2 separate regions of the Triticum aestivum genome follow, and region 2 is linked to region 1. The links are chromatin contacts, called in public Hi-C maps. All regions are on one chromosome and are shown on one strand. Each heading gives the region's core, a stretch centred on a gene start, on an enhancer-like site or on the middle of the called end of the contact. The rest is flanking DNA. Distances are from core to core; before and after follow the strand shown.

Evidence for each region. Hi-C and Micro-C count contacts between places; a contact is called where the count stands out from the background.
Region 2: a Hi-C map of leaf shows a contact between it and region 1, with 2.1 times the contacts expected there. The contact joins the promoter of LOC123106522 here to the promoter of LOC123102213 in region 1. A contact is called at or near these places in 2 of 5 Hi-C or Micro-C datasets (both in leaf).

The regions. Positions count from the first base shown.
Region 1 is chr5A:43,957,348-43,962,744 of IWGSC CS RefSeq v2.1, reverse strand. LOC123102213 (cullin-associated NEDD8-dissociated protein 1) reads left to right here and starts at 2,047. Exons shown (of 29, transcript XM_044523515.1): 1 at 2,047-2,233; 2 at 4,077-4,159; 3 at 4,246-4,415; 4 at 4,819-5,026. The coding sequence starts at 4,124.
Region 2 is chr5A:44,105,397-44,111,090 of IWGSC CS RefSeq v2.1, reverse strand. It overlaps LOC123106522 (patatin-like protein 3), which reads right to left and starts at 3,706. Exons shown (of 2, transcript XM_044528664.1): 1 at 2,524-3,706; 2 at 1,833-2,433. The coding sequence starts at 3,612. The coding sequence ends at 2,071.

The DNA.
Region 1 (5,397 bases), core at 798-3,297:
ATCACTACTTTAGTGATCTAAATGCTCTTATATTTGCTTTACGGAGGGAGTATTTAATTGTGACACAAACCACTACATATTTTTCTAGCATGCAACCATGTCACACATCATGTCATGCATGCAAGTTATTTTTTTTTTTGCATTAGCATATCCATGCAACACTACCACATCATTAGTTTATGCATGTATGTCACTAGTTATTTTTTTGCATTAGGTTTTATGCTCTCATATGCATGGTATATGCATTGGTCGCTAGGAGCATACATATGAAGTTGATCCTTCACTTTTCTAGAAGTGATACTCTCTTTCTCTATTGCTAAATAGTTACAAACACTATCTATTTTTCATACATACAGTTATGCCATATCAATAAGCCAGGCATGTAAGTTATACGTTACATTTTCTTGCATTAGTATGTGCATGTGGCACTGCTATGTCATACCACATGTTCATGCATGAAAGTTATTAGTTAAGTTTTGTGCTCTCATGGACACGATATATGTGTTGGGTGTTTGGGGGATACGTATATAGTTGATCTTCCATTTTTTTTAAATGACATTCTTTTAGTTGCAATCTATTTTCTCTCTCTCTTTTATACATGCTTTTGTTATACGAACTTTGTTAATGTTTTTAAAGCATATATCAAGAAATACTCTTACATTTCACTTTTATTAGTTTTAGTTGTTTATGTAACACCTATTTATGCATTTCTTTTTAACAATATTATTGTAGCAATGCGCCAGTTATCATGTAGTATTTTTCAAATCTATGGACGTCTTTTCAAGTTTGTGAATATTTTTTAAATTTTTTTACAATTTTTCTCAAATTCCTAACACATTTTTTTACAAATTTATGAACATTTTTTTATAATCCATGAACATTTTTCACATGCATGAGCATTTTTTCAACTCGTGAACATTTTTAAAATTTGGGTAAATTTTAAGTTCATCAACTTTTTTTAAGTTCACAAACATTTCCCGGATGCATGACATTTCTCACGTTTGTGAATTGTTTAAAATTTATCAATGTGTTTGAATTCGGAAATATTTATCAAATTCTTATTTTTAAAAAATTCTTAAAACATTTTCAAATTAGTGAATATTTTAAATTTAACAAATGTTTTTAAACCTTTACATATATATACAAATTTCTGGAATATGGAGTATATAAAAAAGGAAAAATTTATAGAAACTAGAAAACCCTTATTTTGAAGTGAGAAAAAGTACTATTTTTGATCCGAATTAATTGACGTAGCCTTGTACTACATGTGAGCGAACTGGTGCATTGTTTTTTTGAGGGGTGAGCGAACCGGTACATTTTTTTGAGAAACACCTGTACATTGATTTGGACCTAAGATAAAAAAATTAGAAAATAACTCCTATGACTAACAATTACAATGAAATCTCTTGAAAACACCTTCTTCGTGATATCAATCTCTGCTCGAAGAAATACTCCAAAGTCTTCGGTAAAGAGGCTGTAATTGGATTGGAGCAACGATTTCATCACTCTTTCACCCACACGAACATTTCCGATAATGATTTGTGAAAGCGCCTTGAGTCGCCCATCCAAAAATAATGGGAAGCCTTGATCGATGAACGTATTTGGGCCGGGATGATCCCCTAGAAGTGCAGATCGTCGAATCACTATATATTCACCATGGTGTCGATGCAAAGGTTCACCTCCACAAAGAATCAGACCAACAAAAAAACTTGACACGGCAACATAAAACTCATCAGATCCGAATAATTGGATCTACGAGGACAGAAAATTTTCTAACCTAATGGCACTGCCAAAAGAACAAGAGAAAATTTATTCTTGCAAAATTATGATGATCGTTAGACGTTGACGAAAAAGATCTTGAAGATCCGAGGGCCCCCGTCTCTGAGATAGCCAGCACTCTCTCGGTCAGGCGATACATATCACCGCTGTTCTCCAGTTGTGCTTGTTGGGCCGTGAAGGTGAAAGCAGCTAAACTTCCAGGCTCGGCCCACTTTCTTTTGTTTTTTTTACGTTACACATCCGCAATTGGTAGGGGGAAGTCACGTCTCGGGATAAAAGGGAAAAGGCTTTCAGGCTTTAGCGAGGGTTTCTCCTGCTGCTGCTGCTACAGCTTCCAATCCCCACCTCTCCGGCGAGCGCCAGCCTTTTCCGGCGAGGGTTTGCTCCGATCGGAGCTCTCGGGCGGCAGATCGGCCGGGTCCTCCGCCCGCGCTCCCGTGCCTGCGCTGAAGAGGTAGGGTTCTCCTCCCTGTCGGCTTCGCGCTCCCATCTTCCGCCGCTCCCCTCACCCCTCGCTCTCTCTCGTGCGACGCTCGACGCCCTGTGGATCTCGCCGACTCGTCGCGGGCGCGCTTCAGCGTCGCTGCGAAGGTTCAGCGCCTCCTCCCCTTGCGCACGGGAGAGCAGGGACTGCTCTGCCGCCCTGCCCCCCATCCTTCTCCCGTCGCCCTCCCCCTCCTCCTCCTCCTATCCACCCCCTCCCCTGTTAGCTGCACAGCATTGCCGGCTGTGGAGGTCAAGCTCCCGTTCCCCAACATCCTAATCCCCTGCGTGGGCACTGTTTTTGGTTTGGTTTTCTTACTCTGAAGTTATTATGATCTGGAAACTGCTAATAGGGTTGATCTGGTGACACCTTAAAAAGGGCAGCCCCAGTGCATGTAGCTCCCGCTTGCGCAGGGTCTGGGGAAGGGTGATCTGGTGACACCTTGGACTATTTAATTGATGCCATGCTAAAATTGATGCAAATGATGTCTACATTTGACACCATGCTAAATCTGACACAAATGATGTTTATATATATCATGTGATACTAAATCTGAGGCCATACCTTTCTTTATTAGTTTGTTATAGAGACTCACGTGATGTTTATCTTAAATGATGGTGTTTAACGGGCTTGGTTCCTATATATGAATGTAATTATATATAATAGGTGCATAATTGAACCGCTGCTGTTCTGTCTCCTGGTGCGCTTGGCGCAGGATTACTGGGTTAAGCTTAGGCTTGGTGTTTTGCTCTGTTCGACGCTGAAGTGGTCTGGGTGTTGGGGCCGATGGTACGGATCGGCATGGTTAATGCTGAACCGTGGCCTGTGCGACACGTCATTGCTCTCTAATGGCTTTAACTTTTATTATGGTTGTTTGTCATGTATCGAGTTGGGGAAACCACTTGGTGTGAGCGATTTTGGTTTGAAGTTTCATCTGTTACTTCCTCCGTCCCAAAATAAGTGACTCGACTTTGTACTAACTTTAGGTGTGAGTACTATATTAATCACGCCAGTGTTGTGTGCTCATGTTTAGCACGGAGTATGTGCATATGGTGTATGCGATGTCTGTAATTGCACATGGGAGTTCATATTTTGCTAATTTTGGCTTGTTGCTGGTGTTAGAAGTATATATAAATGAACAAGTGTTAATGCCGTTCTTATTTGTCCTGTTCAAAGTATTAAATTGCTCGAAGTATAGATTTATGCCTTTTTTTAATCTTGTTTACAAATTAGTTTAGTTAGTTGTTTCGGGTGAAAACAGTAACATGATGTAGAATGCTTTCTTTTCTGTCAAGCATGGCTCTGGAGTTAAAAACATTCTTCTCAATAGGAAAATGAAATCAATTTTGCCATGGTTTAGGGTCTCCTACCACTTTTATCTGTTACTTGTATGCATTACACCAGCTGAACATCAAATCGTACTTATGAATGACATTTGTAGTTTGGCTGCACGCAACTACAAATGTCATTTGTTTTGAATCCCCTCTTTGCCTATTTTGCAGACATTTTGACTTCTATCCACAGTAGTGCGAATAAGTAATTAATATATTTTCATTAATAACACAACATACACGTAGCGCATGTGGTAGGCACATAGGTGTGAAGCAAGCCGTCAGGTGTTCGATCTCCACATTAGATTGTTTAAATATTTTTCTGCTTGTTTTTTCTCCATCTAGCGTACTTGTCCTACTCCCACCAGAATGCATCCACCACCGATTCTGTTTGGTTTGGCACAGTTTTTAAATCTATGCACTTAGCAACACATATGCTATTAGGCTGTTGAACATTTCTCATTGCTTAATTTGCTTCTTAGACTACCAAATATCTTCGTGAAGAGGACTTGAACACAGGTTTGGTGCAATGGCGAATATGAACATAACCGGCATCTTGGAGAAGGTATCTATTGCACCAATTTACATTTGTTGATAAGGAATCCTCAGTTTTTGCTCGGTAACATTTTTGTTCCTTGTATGTGCTTTCAGATGACAGGGAAAGATAAAGACTACAGATATATGGCCACCTCAGATCTGCTTAGTGAGTTGAACAAAGAGAGTTTCAAAGCAGACCAAGACCTTGAATCAAAGTTGACTAATATTGTTCTTCAACAACTGGAAGATGCTTCAGGAGATGTTTCTGGTTTAGCTGTGAAATGGTACCTTTCCTTTAAAATACTTTCTTATTTAATCCATTGTTTGTGTTCTTGATGTCTTACCATGCTTGCATGGTGTGGGATTGGGGAAGTAAGGATTTTGCATGTTAAGATCTTGTTATTGTTGATTATCCCCTCTGTCCTGCTAGAATTTGGGAATATTCTGATTATGCTACTCGCTATGTTGTTGTACCTGTCAGATGTGTTTAGCCTGCTATTTTATCTTTTAAGATGGCATCATACCTCCTTTTGTCTTCAAGATTGCTTATTCATTTTTAAAGTTTGTTCTGTTTTCTTATGCATCAATTATTGGATCTGCGGGGTTACTTTTTTCAGAGAAATTTGATTACCGATTGTTTCCCCTACATCCGTTCACTACATTTACTCTTATTCTTTTGTTGGTTAGCTTGGCTCCACTTGTTAAGAAGGTAAGCGAGGATAGAGTAGTGGAGATGACTGACAAGCTTTGTGATAAATTACTCAATGGAAAGGAGCAGCATCGTGATATTGCCAGTATAGCTCTGAAGACAATCATTGTGGAAGTTACTACGGCATCACTTTCTGAAAAGATTTTAGTTTCTCTTTCCCCGCAGCTAATCAGTGGTGTCACCAGTGTAAGTTTTTTAGTCTGTTTCGTGTTTGCCAGAATTTCCCTTGGGTTATCTGTAGGCCCCTTAAGTTTTATTATTTAGATGTTCCACAGAAAAGGTAATGCAATATTAAGTTAAGTATTAGCTGGAAAATTAGCAATAAATTACGTACACAGTTTGCAGAATTTATTTGTGAATGTTTAATATATCCTTTAATTAGGGCTGTTTGGTAGCATTTGGTTTACATTCATTTCTTCTTACCTTTATATGTTGCCTCTTGTTCCTTTATCTGGAAGTATAATTGTACGACAGACTGCCATATGGTTATGAAAATGAAACTTGTAAATACATTTCTAGGTCTCAAGGGTTTGTAACATAAAGCCTACCCCAACTTG
Region 2 (5,694 bases), core at 2,457-4,956, 150 kb before region 1:
TTCGGAAGCTAGAGTTTGTGCATACAGCTAGCAGATGACTTTTATTTATACAGCCTTCAAGTCTCATCTTTGCAACAAAAAAAAAAATCCTTCTTTAGGGCAACTCCAACCATCAAAACGCCTCTAGACATCCGGACAGTATGGTCTAGATACTTTTTGCCATCCAACGCGGTGCATTAACGGATCTGTTTCGGACATTTGAATTCCCTCATACGAAAACAAACTCGTTGGAGGTTTGGGGAAGTTCGAACACCCATCACGTTGGACTCCGACACACTCGGCCAACCAAAACCCCTCTCCCGGAGCCCTTTCCCCCACTCAGCCCCTCCCCCCTTGCTAAGTATCCGCACCGACCAAGACCATCATCGCCTTTATACCACTCCAACCGTCGCCTAGTTCTAGCCGGACCTTCGCTGCTCCACCCAAGTGCCTTGTACTTCGCCACCGTTGCACCCTAGATCCAAACGCAGCTCGGCTATTGTCCGCCCCTACCGATGGCATCCATGGCGAACACCACGACATGTAAGTGTTCGACCAAAATGTCAGTGGGAAACTTTTTTTTTTTGACTTTTCTCCGTGTTAAACATGAAGCAAGCATGATGGCTGGTACTCAGTGAGGGCGGATGCATTGTTGTGTGACGCATCATTGGTCATAATTGGGCGGTTGTATGCATAAAGCGAAATGGCAAGATGTTTTGGCAACATGTGCATTCTTGATTCCATAAGGGCAAAGCATTACGTGCCCTACAATTTGGATGTGATCCGTGATCGCGGTGTGAAGTCGCTACTCCATCGATGATACACCATTTCGATCCGTGATCGCGGTGTGAAGTCGCTACTCCATCGATGATACACCATTTCAAACGCCGTCATGAAGTATATTACGGTGTGACTGCAGAATTGGAATAAGTTTTTCTTTTTGTTGCTCTACGTGTTGGTCAGTTCACTTACTCAATGTTGCAACTCGATGATCATGTCATTGTGTAGCCTGGATGCGTTGCCACGTTGTATCAAAGGACGGAGGGCAAGCCTTTCAAATTGATGCATTGTTGAATGAAACTCAAGGGGCACAACATCTAGGTGAACAACATGTGTTGATGAAGAATTTCAAGCCCGAGGAGTGATAGTTTGAAATGAATGCCGCTTTCGAGGAGTATGATTAAATTTGGAACCGATGAATTTTAAAATTAAAATTTTATTGGACGTCCGACGCTTTTATTAGGATTCAAATGTATAGTTGATCGATGATTCAAACTGGAGTTGCATAGCAGACATTTGGCTTAGTTTTATTCTTAAAAAAATAACAGACATTTTGGTGTATAGGTTTAGATGGCCGCCCTCCTATCCGTTATCGACAAACACTTTCGAGCGTGTCAACAATATTTCTTGTGTCCGTTTCAATGAACCGCGTTGAAATTGCCCTTACTCCTCGACCGCACGCCACACAATCAGGAAACGAGAAGAAGAGGAGACCATGTTCAGCAACATGCATGATGCATGCTCCCTAATCATGCATTTGCCGTGTGATTAACTGCACATTGCAATCGATCAAGCTACTAGTAGTACTATTTATTAGCCGTCTGTCAGCATCAGAACAGATGGGCAATTAGGGCTAATCCGATCCGCGTCGGCTTCAATTCAACCTGCCCGCGAGGGAAAACGGGAAGAAAGAAAACCGCTTTTTCAAAGGGATGGCATCTCCTTTCTGCTTTACACATTGACACATCGTATTCGCTGCTCATTCGATTTCAATTTTGGGCAGTATAGTATAGTATTTCGCGGTGAACTGCTTTTCGAATGCCACTCGACAAAGTGGACGGACAGTTGTGATGTGAGCTACGGAGTATAATAGAATCAGCTTGACTTCATAGGGGTTTTTCATCGTGCCCCACATGTCGGCGACTCGTGGAGGGAGCAGAACAGAGGAGAGCAGAGGATAAATAAATAAACTTTAGTACTCGTAGAAGCATTTCGACTCCTCTGTTGCATAAGCGGGCAAATGTACAAAACTGGGGAAGGAGGGTGACCCGTCCACGTCGCATGCATGATCGGCTCTTGATCCGTGTCGTGTCAGTGCCCTGAGTCCTGCGTCGACGCCGGCGACGGCATGGTGGACGCGGTCCTGCCGGTGGTGCCCGTGGTCGCGGCGGAGGACGTGGTGGCCGAGGACAGCCGCGGCGGCGTCGGCGACACCTGCTTGATGGCCACGTTGGGGAGGAGCCCTGGGGGCGAGTCTCGCCGGCGGTCGTGCTCCTTCACCAGCTCCGTCGCGAACGCGTCCAGCTTCTCCCGGTTGGACTTCTCGGACAGCCGGCGCCCCCGGAACAGCTCCGCCTCCACGTTCCGCTGCGTCAGCATCCCGTCCGCGATCGCCACCACCTTCCGCGCCTCCAGCGACCGGAGCGCCTTGATCGAGTGCGCCGGCGCCGCCGCCTGGAACCAGTAACTCGTCGCTGTTAGTGTTTGAAACAAGGGAGACGGCAAGAATGGGGGGACGGGATGAAGCTCTGTGGCTTGGCTGACCTGGATGCGGACGTAGTTGCGGCCGCAGGTGTGGCCGAATGCCATGGCCACGGCCTGGTCGACCATGTCGGCGACGCCTTCGGCGGTGAGGCGGACCATCTCGGCGGGGGACGGGGAGCGCGGGGGGATCGGCGTGCGCCACCCGGCGGACGGGGTGGCGGAGCCCGAGGCGGTGCCGCCGGAGGAGGACCCGGAGCCGATGGAGACGACGAGGAGGTCGTCGACGCCGGCGGCGAGGGGGAACTCCTGCTTGTTGTGCAGGACGTGGGTGATGGCCGCCGCGGCCGGGTTGCCCATCGCTGCCACGCCGCCCGACGCCGCGGCGATGGCCGTAAGGCCGTTCACGGAGCGGACCGCGGTCGCGGCCGAGCCTCCGGCGCAGGTGGCCGCGCAGACGTCGCGGAGGCGGAAGTCGAAGCTGTCGCTCTCGACGGCGTCGGCGCGGGAGAAGAGGAACGGCGCGCCCGTGGCCAGGTCGTAGCACGGCACCAGCAGCGGCGCCACCGTGTCCCTCAGCGTCGCGTCGCCGAACACCCGGCGGAGCGATGACGAAGACGACGACGCCGATAACGACGACTTGTCCGACGACCTCTCCCCGCGCCGGAACAGCGCGGCCCACCTCCCGCGCCACCCGCCGCCGCCGCCGCCCCACCCGCCCTTCCCGAGGCTCGCCGCCACGAACGCCAACGCGTCCGCGGCCGTATACTTCGGCCTGCCGTCAACACCTCTCACAAACAGCATCGCCGCGAGCACGCCGCCCGCTCCCGCCCCCGCGGCGGCGTCGAAGAAGTCGGCGACCCGGGCGTCGGGGTCCCCGGCCTTGGCCCGCAGCGCGGCCTCGAGCCTAGCCAGCGCGGCAGCTGCCAGCAGCGCGTCCCCGGGGCCCGGGCCGCAGCCGTCAATGGCCAGCACCCGCACCCTCGCGCCCCCACCGCCGACCGGCCCTCGCCCCGGCGTGCCCGGCAGCGAGCACACCCCGCCCCCGCTAGCGCCACCACCGTACAAGAACTTGCTCTCGAGGAAGGAGAAGATCTCGTAGCTCAGCTTGCCGAGGTCCACGTCCACCTGCGGCTGCGGCGGCGAGGCCATCGGAGCAGGGAGTAATGGCGGAGGGGGAGTGGGAGCTTTCGTTGGCTGGGATGTCCTTATTTACTCTCCCGACTGCGCAGCTGAACCGGGCAGAGCCCACCCCGCCTCCCCGCTTATAAATCGGAGAGACGACGCTACAGTACGAGCGGTACTGTACAGTACAGTACGAGCCAAACCCGCAACGCAACTGTAGAAGGCGTATTCCTACTGAACCCGCGTCCACGGAGGGAGGCAGCGGTGCGCGCTTGGCGGGTACCACGGATGCCCCGCTGACGCGTGGGACCGGAGGCCGCTGACACGCGATCCACATTCGGCGGGTCCGGGCGTCAGTGGGCCGGCACGGGCCGCACGTGCGAGCGACCGGATCGGGGCATGGAGCTCCGCTCAGCGGGGGTGGGGCCGGCCAGCTAAGTTTCCACGGGCCCGCGCTGCCAGTGGGCCTGCCCGGGTAGGTGGGCTGCGGGATCAGATAGGTATCAGAGTGACCTGGCCGGCCACCTTTCTTCCTCGCTCGCTCGCCTGCCTGGCTGGCTGGCTGCAGCATGCAGCAGCAGGTTCGCGTAATTGCACGGACGCATGCACGCGTACGCGCAATACGCACGAACGGTACCACCCTAGCTAACTATAGCTTGATCAGTTGGTCTAGCGCGGTAGGCTGTGGAGTTCGTACCGCCGCGTTCATGGTTATTGGAGGCCGATGCTTATTGGCGACCCAATGCGATGTGCCACTCATCATCGTAGTACGTCCTCTTGCGTCTCTGCGCGCTCCGTCGATGATCGATCGGTCGACCTCCGTCCGTATCTTGTTCTACGCGTACGCATGCATTATTGCAGTGACGACATGTGTATGCTGTAGTACGCAATACAGTTGGAGGAAGCTTGTGCGGTCGATCACGTACAACCACCCATTGGTCCAGCTGGGTGGTCGAGGTAAAAGGGACCCAGAGCATCTGCAGCCGGACTTGATAAATTCGGCCCTTCAAACGCCGAGCACTTTTCGAAAAATGCAATCCACACCTGGACACCTTAATTACCATATTTCAAATCCAGATAAACTCATATAACTATGTCGACGCACACGCATCATCTGACTACTCCATTACACTACGCTAAACATGTCATCATATTACCAAAATTTGGCATGTTTGGTTATGGTGGACTTCATCCACGGCTGCCATTGCCCTTCCCGGCGCCCTTGTCATCCTTCTCGTGAAAGTATCGGTCGAAGACGCAGTACAGATCGAGCCGGGTCTGCTCGTCGCTGGAGCTGTCCTCCTTCTCCTCCTTTGATGGCAGTTTGGCCATGGCACGGACCGCCTGATTCTGCTCTTGGGCAACGACGCACATGTTGATCCGCTGCCGATTCTTCACAATACGGGTGCGGATGGCTTTCTCCGCATCAGCTGCCTCCGCCACGATACGGGCCTCGGCGGCCCTCCTCCCCACGATGGGCCGCCCGTTCCCGGTAGGACTCATACTCTGCCCGACCGATGATGGGGAAGGAGAGGTGTTTCAGCCGGGACAGCGAGGATCCAGCACCAGAGGACCCGAGCGCCTAGTGAGCCGACGCTATGGCGTCACGGCGGACGGATCTGTCCGTCGGCCGGGCGCTGTCCTCCCGGGAGCGGCGCAGTGCAATGCGGACTGGCATTGACTCCTCCAACCCACACGGGACGACACCCCAGTCGACTGATCCGAACTGGTCGGAGTCTGATCCGCTGCCTGCCATGACGGAGAAGGCCAGAAACCAACGGAGGTAAGTTCGGGTGGCGGAGGAAAGTGGAGGGAGTGGAGTGAAGTGGCTAGGGTTTGCTCCTACGAGAGGATGGGGACGAATATAAGTGGGGTTGGGTGAGTCAGCATGGGCCATGTCCGACGTGACGGGCGTGCCCGGGCACCCCCATATTTGGGCTGGATATGGGGTGCCGGTCAGACAGAGCGTTTGATGCCCGTTTGAGGCGTCTGTCTCGGTTGAAAAAACGTGACCGGGCAGCCTGTCCAGGTGTATGAGGCGGATTTTGAGAGGTTTGACTGTAGGTGCTCTAAGAGAAAGATCTTGCGCGCTGTCTGTTGGACTTAGGA